Regions from separate parts of the Cricetulus griseus genome. Here region 2 is linked to region 1. Evidence: chromatin contacts called from public Micro-C data. All regions are on one chromosome and are shown on one strand. Each heading gives the region's core, a stretch centred on a gene start, on an enhancer-like site or on the middle of the called end of the contact. The rest is flanking DNA. Distances are from core to core; before and after follow the strand shown. Region 1 holds the start of Myh9 (myosin-9). Region 2 has its middle 17 kb from the start of Txn2.

The links. A called contact is a pair of places that touch in the nucleus more often than the background predicts.
Region 2: a contact with region 1 is called in a Micro-C map of the CHO-K1 cell line, with 4 times the contacts expected there. The contact joins the enhancer-like site here to the promoter of Myh9 in region 1. A contact is called at or near these places in 3 of 8 Hi-C or Micro-C datasets (the CHO-K1 cell line, fibroblasts and liver).

Annotation. Positions count from the first base shown.
Region 1 is chr2:374,946,255-374,949,687 of CriGri-PICRH-1.0, reverse strand. Myh9 (myosin-9) reads left to right here and starts at 1,798. Exons shown (of 41, transcript XM_027403917.2): 1 at 1,798-1,988. It also overlaps the pseudogene LOC113831436.
Region 2 is chr2:375,010,066-375,013,498 of CriGri-PICRH-1.0, reverse strand. No RefSeq gene overlaps it. Among named protein-coding and RNA genes, the nearest start is that of Txn2, 17 kb to the left of the region's middle. Within about 2 kb of position 1,743, at least 1 of the 6 cell types and tissues checked has open chromatin away from gene starts, as enhancers often do. A contact at or near this core is called in the CHO-K1 cell line, where this site is marked.

The DNA of each region.
Region 1 (3,433 bases), core at 549-3,048:
CAAGTGTATTTTTTTTTTTGTGTGTGTGTGTGATAATTAATGATGTACTTCTCTCTCTCTCTCTTTCTCAAGACAGGGTTTTCTCTGTGTAACAACCCTGGCTGTCCTGGAACTCACTTTGTACTCCAGGCTGGCTTCGAACTCACAGAGATCCACCTGCCTCTGCCTCCTGAGTGCCAGGATTAAAGTCATGCCTGATGATGATGCATTTCTCTTTTAAAGTCTGTCCTTTCCTTAGTAAGATGTGAGTGTGTGTGGATGTGTGTGTTACTGATAATTGAACCCAGGCCTTACTCATGCCTGGTGAATATTCTATCAATGAACTATATTCCTAGCCTCTTTTGTTTTGGGGGAGGGGGTTGTTTTTACGTAGGGTTTCTCTGTGGCTTTGGAGGCTGTCCTGGAACTAGCTCTTGTAGACCAGGCTGGTCTCGAACTCCCAGAGATCTTGCCTGCCTCTGCCTCCTGAGTGCTGAGATTAAAGGCGGCACCACCAATGCCTGGCTATTTTTTTTAAAAGTAATTATTGGCTGTTTATTTCACACATTTGAACTGCTTGTCTGTGTAGTTCAAGCTGGTCTTGAATTGTCTTCATCCTACCTCATTCTCTTGAGTTCTGGTGTGCCACCCACTAATCCTGGCTGTTTTCAGCCATTTTCCTTTTGGAGCATTTGGATTTTGCTTATCAACTAGGAAGCAATCTTTAATGCGTGTTGGTAATAATAATTTATCATCTGGGCTGCAATTTTTTTTAAAGCTGTCTTTTGTCTTTAGAATGTAAGTTTCCCCTGAAGTTCATTTGGAAAGATTGTTTTAGCTGTGTTAGCAAGAACAGTTCAACAGTTAAGAGCAATGACGAGAAATTTGCTCTCTCAACGTGATTAAAAGCTATCCCCACTGACTGAGGAGGTACTGCAGGATCGACCATACGGATCAATGAACACAACTCGAAAACGGATATGGTGATAGTGGTACCTACAATCGGGGCTGAAAATAATGTGCGGATAGATTGTTGATGGATTAAATGAGACGTGCGGAAAAAAAAATCCTCTCATGGTTAGTAACTAAAATCAATGCAATATACCCTTAAAATAACTTAGCGACAAATATCTCAGAGGATGTGTCGGAGTTAATTACTCAGAGGTAAAGCGCGGCTCAGATCGCATTCCAAGCAGCGGGACCCGCCAAAGCAAAGGTTCAGAGGTTGGAGGACTGCCGTGAGCAGGCTCCAAAATCGAACTCAGGACGCCCACACGGAATGCAGGGTTGAAGCCATACCCGCCCCCACAGCCATCATAATTATGTAAAATACCACTTTTCCCATATATGGTACTTAATATCTGTTCTCCTGGTAGGACAGGACGAAGGGAAAACACGGCTGGCGGGGCGGAGTGTCAGAGCCTCAGACCTTCCCAGCACGCTCCTGCCCGCCTCGGCCCGGCCCAAGCTGCGCATCCGAGCCGGGACCGGGAACCCAGCGCGCCGGAGCCATCCACTTTTGATTGGATGTAGTTCACGTCAATCCTCGTCCTGTAACCTGGCTGTCCATTGGATCCGCCCCACGAGGCGGGGCTCCCGCCTAGGAAGCGCGAGGAAGGTGGGGTGGGCGGAGGTGGGGAGGATGAATCCCTCTATGCTGGCATTCGTCCCTTATCTGCTTATAGGCCGAAAATCTGTCAGTTTAGGCCAGGCTCCTGCCGGATTCGCCGGTGTGGAGAGGGGGCGGGCGCTCCCGGGAGCTCCGCCCCCGACCCGGCGGCAGCGCTTCAGACCCGCCCTCTTCTGGAAGGGCGGGGCGGGCGGCGTTCAGAAGAGCTGGGTGCGGTGAGGCGCGCAGATCACCGCGGTTCCTGGGCAGGGCACGGAAGGCTCAAGAACTTGACCTGCTGTAGCTTGAGTCTCGCTTTCGCCCCACCCCGCCGCCCGAGCGCTCGAGAAAGTCCTCTCGCAAGAACCAGCGTCTGTTCCCCGGGCAGACCCAGGTTCAGGTGAGCAAGCCCTGCCGGTGTGTCCCGCCCTGGAGCTGCCGAGCGCGCGCGCGTGGCGACTATACGCTGGGCGTTTGGAGCCGGCGGCCCTGTGGTTCTCGGCCTTCTCGTAGCCGGCTCTGGCGCGGTCGGGCGTGAACGCCTGGGACCGGGCTCCGCATCCTCACCCGAGGGGCGCTAGGCAGCAAGGCCTCGGGGTTAGGGAGCCAGGGGGGACACAGTCCCCGCCCCGCCGGGAGCCTTCCCGGTTGGGGTACTGGGAACTCGGCCTGCTTCTGCCCCCTGTGCGCTCCCGCCTACCCGACTGGCGGTTCGGGCAAACTTTTTAACCCCTTCGGGGAAGCCGCAATCCCGGGGCTGCGGACGGAGCCCACGGGGATGAGGGTGCAGGTTCAGGGCAGCGGCTCCTCGTAAGTTTTGCAAAGGGAGGTAACGAGCAGCCAGGGACCGTTTGGCAGCTGTCAGGGCGTCCTTGTGAGTCAGGATCCGTCAGTCCCGCCGCAGACATAGCGCCCGGCTCCGTTTCCGCCCTATGCAACGGACTTCCTCATTCGCCTGGCAGTCCTGAGGACCGGAGGGGGCGGGGAGGGGTGCTCTGGGTGCGTGGGAAAAGGGGAGCCGGCTGCCGCGGGACCCAGGGCGCCGGAAAGACCCCCGTCTGTCCTCTAACGAATTTGGGATTTTGTTGCCCGAAGGTAAAAGGCCTGGGTCTGCCCTCAGCCGTCGGGCGGCCCAGGCGTGCACCTGATTCCACTGCACCCAGAGATGCCACGCCCGGACCAGTGTCTGGGAGCTGGCCCTGACTTTAGGACCAGGCCGGGCTACTGCATCTTTTATGTTAGGGTTAGAGGTGGAGTTTTGAAGCTATCCCCCACTTCCCTGTGCTAGGGTCCTCACCCCATCCTGTCCTGGAGCCACGCCCAGGGCATAACTGCACGCCGCTCCTCTTGGTCCTCATCCCTCACAGGCAACGGAGTCTGAACCCTCCAGGACTTGCTTGCGGCCAGTAGTGAAATTGAGGGTAGGGTGGGCCCGGGCGGGTGCCTGAGGCCCCACCCATTGGTGTTAGGGAAAAGGTTTCTGGAAAGTACCAGGTGTTGGAGACCCGGAGGCTACTTCTGCTGGGCAGTAGAGAGGTCCAGTGGCTTCTCGTTCTCTGAGCGGTTTTTCTGGATTTAGCAAGATTTCAAAGTAACCGTTGCTTGCTCCCTTCGGCAGCACCCATACTAAAACGATACACAGATTCATGGCTCCTGCACAAGGATGACACGCAAATTCGTTTAGCATCCCATAGTTTTAGTCAAAGTAGACTGGCGTGCCCAAGCCATCTCTGGGTAAGTGACTCTCAAGCAGGACTAGGAGGTCTCCTCGCCTAATTGGCTCCCTGATCTGCTGTGTCCCTGCCAGCTTCAGGACCTCCACCTGAACTTCTCAAGCAGCTCCAC
Region 2 (3,433 bases), core at 494-2,993, 64 kb before region 1:
GTTACTAAAGGCCTTTTATTGCCAGGCCACAGGCTGCCATCTTAAGTGTGGGGCTGCCTGCAGGCATTCTGCTGAGGCTGGCCTGGAGGCAGGAAGCAGACATGGAAGCAAGCACCTTAGCTCCTACAGCCCTCACCCAAAGCCTTGCAGGCAGGCAAGAGCCTCCTTAGTCACAGGAGACTGAGCACAGAGGGACATCAGTGGACACTGAGACTGCATTCCACAGAGAAGGCCGGCCACCGGGAGCCTTGGCATTTAGCATAGGCATCTGGGATGACTGTGGGGAGGTCCCAAACAGATTCCTTTTACTGCATTGCTGTAAATGAGAGCCAGGGCCTCACACATGCTAGGCTCGTGCTCTACCATTGAGCCACATTCGCAGTATGTGAGTTCTAATGGTCAGCCCAGAAAGGAAACTGGTCATGCTAGCTAGAAGCTTACATTCCACATACCCCAGAGAAGGCTGCATGTCATCTCTGAGCTGATGTTGGGGCACATGGTGGTGGGAACTCAGTTACCATCCAGCCTCCCCACTAAGAGCATAGGGAAGGGTAGGCTAGGACTGAATCCTGGCTGCCTGACTTCTGCCAACCCTAAAACAGTGCTTTTTCCCTTAACTGTACCGAGGTGAGTGTGGAGGTCACTGTGTCTCCATGGAGGTGGCCTCCAGGCCCAGAACCTGGAAAGTGAATAAGATGTTGACAGTGTCGCCACAGTTGCTCTTACCAGAAGTCTCTGCCTGGCCAGGGAAGCAAGTCCTGCTCACCCTCATACAATGGCTACTCAGCTTTTCCAGAAAGTGAAGACAATCTGGCCAGGCTTTGGAAATTCCTGACCTGTGGGCCCTTGGCAGGCAGGGTCCAGAGAACAATGTCAGGGCCATGTCCTCATTGGGCAGGATGCCAGGCAGCAAGCAAGGCTTCCAGGCATTCTGCTGTGGTTCCTCACCAATGCCTAGAACACAGGCTACAAGTCTAATCCCGAGCCCCAGTCCCACGAGCCAGGAGCTGAAGGCCAGAGTCTATGGTTGACCAGAAAGTCTAGGCTGATGGTTGTTCCAGGTAGTGTCACCTCCTGGCAGGTGGCAGGAAGAATTGGGTCTGGGTTCAAATCCTTCCATTGTACCTGTGTAGTGGAACAGCCTTACACCAGTCAGTTTCCCATTAGCTGATCAGTTTGCATCCAAAAAAATGGGAGTGATGATGATGACCCACACTCCCTGAGTGATATGGCCAGTATCGTCTTACCCAGTCCTCACAATAACCTTCAGTGACCGGGACTATTGTTATTGTCATTTTACACACAAAGTAAACTGAGGATCCCAGAGGGTAGCATGACACAAGTAAACGCCAGAGCTGGGATGAGCACTCTCGGATGGCAGATTCCAAAGTCTGTGTCTTATCTGCCAGCCAGATTGCTTTCCCTCTGGGGCTGTTTTCACCATGTTGTACCCCAAATGCACCTCCCACCCCCTGAAATTGGGGCTGTAGCAGTGCTGATTGAGGTCCTGGGTAGGATTAGGGGGCATAGCAGATTTAAACACTCATCACTCAGTGAGAATTTAAGAAGTGTTAGGTAAACTTTCCCCTCCCTGGCTCTCAATGATCTAACCTGCTTCCCTCCTAGACCAGGCAGATGGGGCTTCCATTGGGCCTTGTGTCCGCCCTGACCTATGACCTCTGACACTGCCTCCTCCTGCTCTGCACTCAGCAGCCCTGGAGAGTCAGAGGTGACCTCACCGCTGGAGAATGCTCAGTGGAATTCTCCCAGAGCCCTCAACTTGACACACCCCCTGCCAATTCTACTGCCTCTGTTGGCACCCAGTGGGAGCTTCTCTTAGGAGCCAGGACACCCTAGCTTCACAGCTGCTGGTTACTGCCTGGGGGTGTGTCAGAACCCTACCTGCAGCCAGCCCGCCGGGTAAACACGAGTGGCAAATGAATGTCTTCCCTGACCCACTGCCTTCCTCAGCCTCCTGTGGGTCCCTTGGTGCCCAAAACCTCTAGCCCTCCCCTATGATCTTACCACATCCACCTGAACTCAAAACTGCTGCTCCTATTTCATACACAAGGAGACCTTAACCCAGGAAGGTGATGTGGTATGTGAGCAACTCCTGGGCTTCCTGCTACAAATTACAAAACATACTCCCTCCAGGCAGTGGTAGTGCACACCTTTTCCCTAGCACTCGGAAAGCAGAGGCAAGCAGATCTCTTCGAGTTTGAGGCCAGCCTGGACTACAGAGTGAGTTCCAGGACAGCCATAGCTTATACAGAGAAACCCTGTGTAGAAAAAAATGGAGGGGGAGAGAGAGAGAGAGAGAGAGAGAGAGAGAGAGAGAGAGAGAGAGAGAGAAAGAGTGCTCCTAGGAGGGATGGGAGTTGAGTGGACCCTCCCCAAGAAGGTAGGGTTGATTGTTTCTGAGGTCTCTGTCCTTAGCCTGTTATATAACTGCCTTTTTTTGTTTTTGTTTTTGTTTTGTTGTTTTTTCAAGACAGGGTTTTTCTGTGTAATAGTCCTGGCTGTTCCTGGAACTAACTCTGTAGACCAGGCTGACCTGGGACTCACAGAGATCCATCCACCTGCTGGGATTAAAGGCGTGTGGCACCACCGCCGGCTCTATGTCTGCCTTCTTGCTATGCCCCCATGTAGATTTTTTTCACACACCTCTACTGCTTCCTTGTATATCCATTTCTTCTATTTTTGTGTTTTATTTGTTTTTTTTTTGGGGGGGGGTCGGTTTGTTTTGACTTTTGTTTTGAAACAGAAGAGTCTGACTTTGTGACTGTCCTGGAACTTGGCTTTGTAACAAGTCAGCAGGTCTTGAACTCACAGAGATTCTCCTACCTTCACCTTCACCTCCCGAGTGCTGGAGTTAAAGGCATTCATAACCATGCTCAGATTACTTTCTTCCCTCCTTTCTTCCTTCCTTTCTTCCTTATTTCTCTCTTGATTTATTTACTCTCTCTCTCTCTCTCTCTCTCTCTCTCTCTCTCTCTCTGTGCGCGCGTGCTTGGACCTATGCATGTGTAGAGGTGAGAAGAGGACACCAACTATCCTCCTCTATCAGCAAGCCCTAGTGATTGATCTCCCCGACTCTCCCTGCCCAAAGCTGAGGTTGCAGGCCTGTGATGAACACCCAGCTTATTACCTGAAAGCCAGGATCAGAATTCTGGGTCTCAAGACTGTGAACCACTCTTAACCACTAAAGGAACTCCAATATCCTCTTTTGGCTTTTTGAGGCAAGGTCTCACTATAGCCTAAGCTAGCCTCAACCTTGTAATCCTCCTGCCTCTGCCCCAGGAGTGCTGGGGTTACAGGTGTGGAGCCACCACACCTCACAACACCTGGTTCTTGTTTTGTTTTTTTCTTTGACACAGAGTCTCAATATGTAGCCCAGGCCTGGTCTGGAATTCATGATCCCCCTATCTCTGCC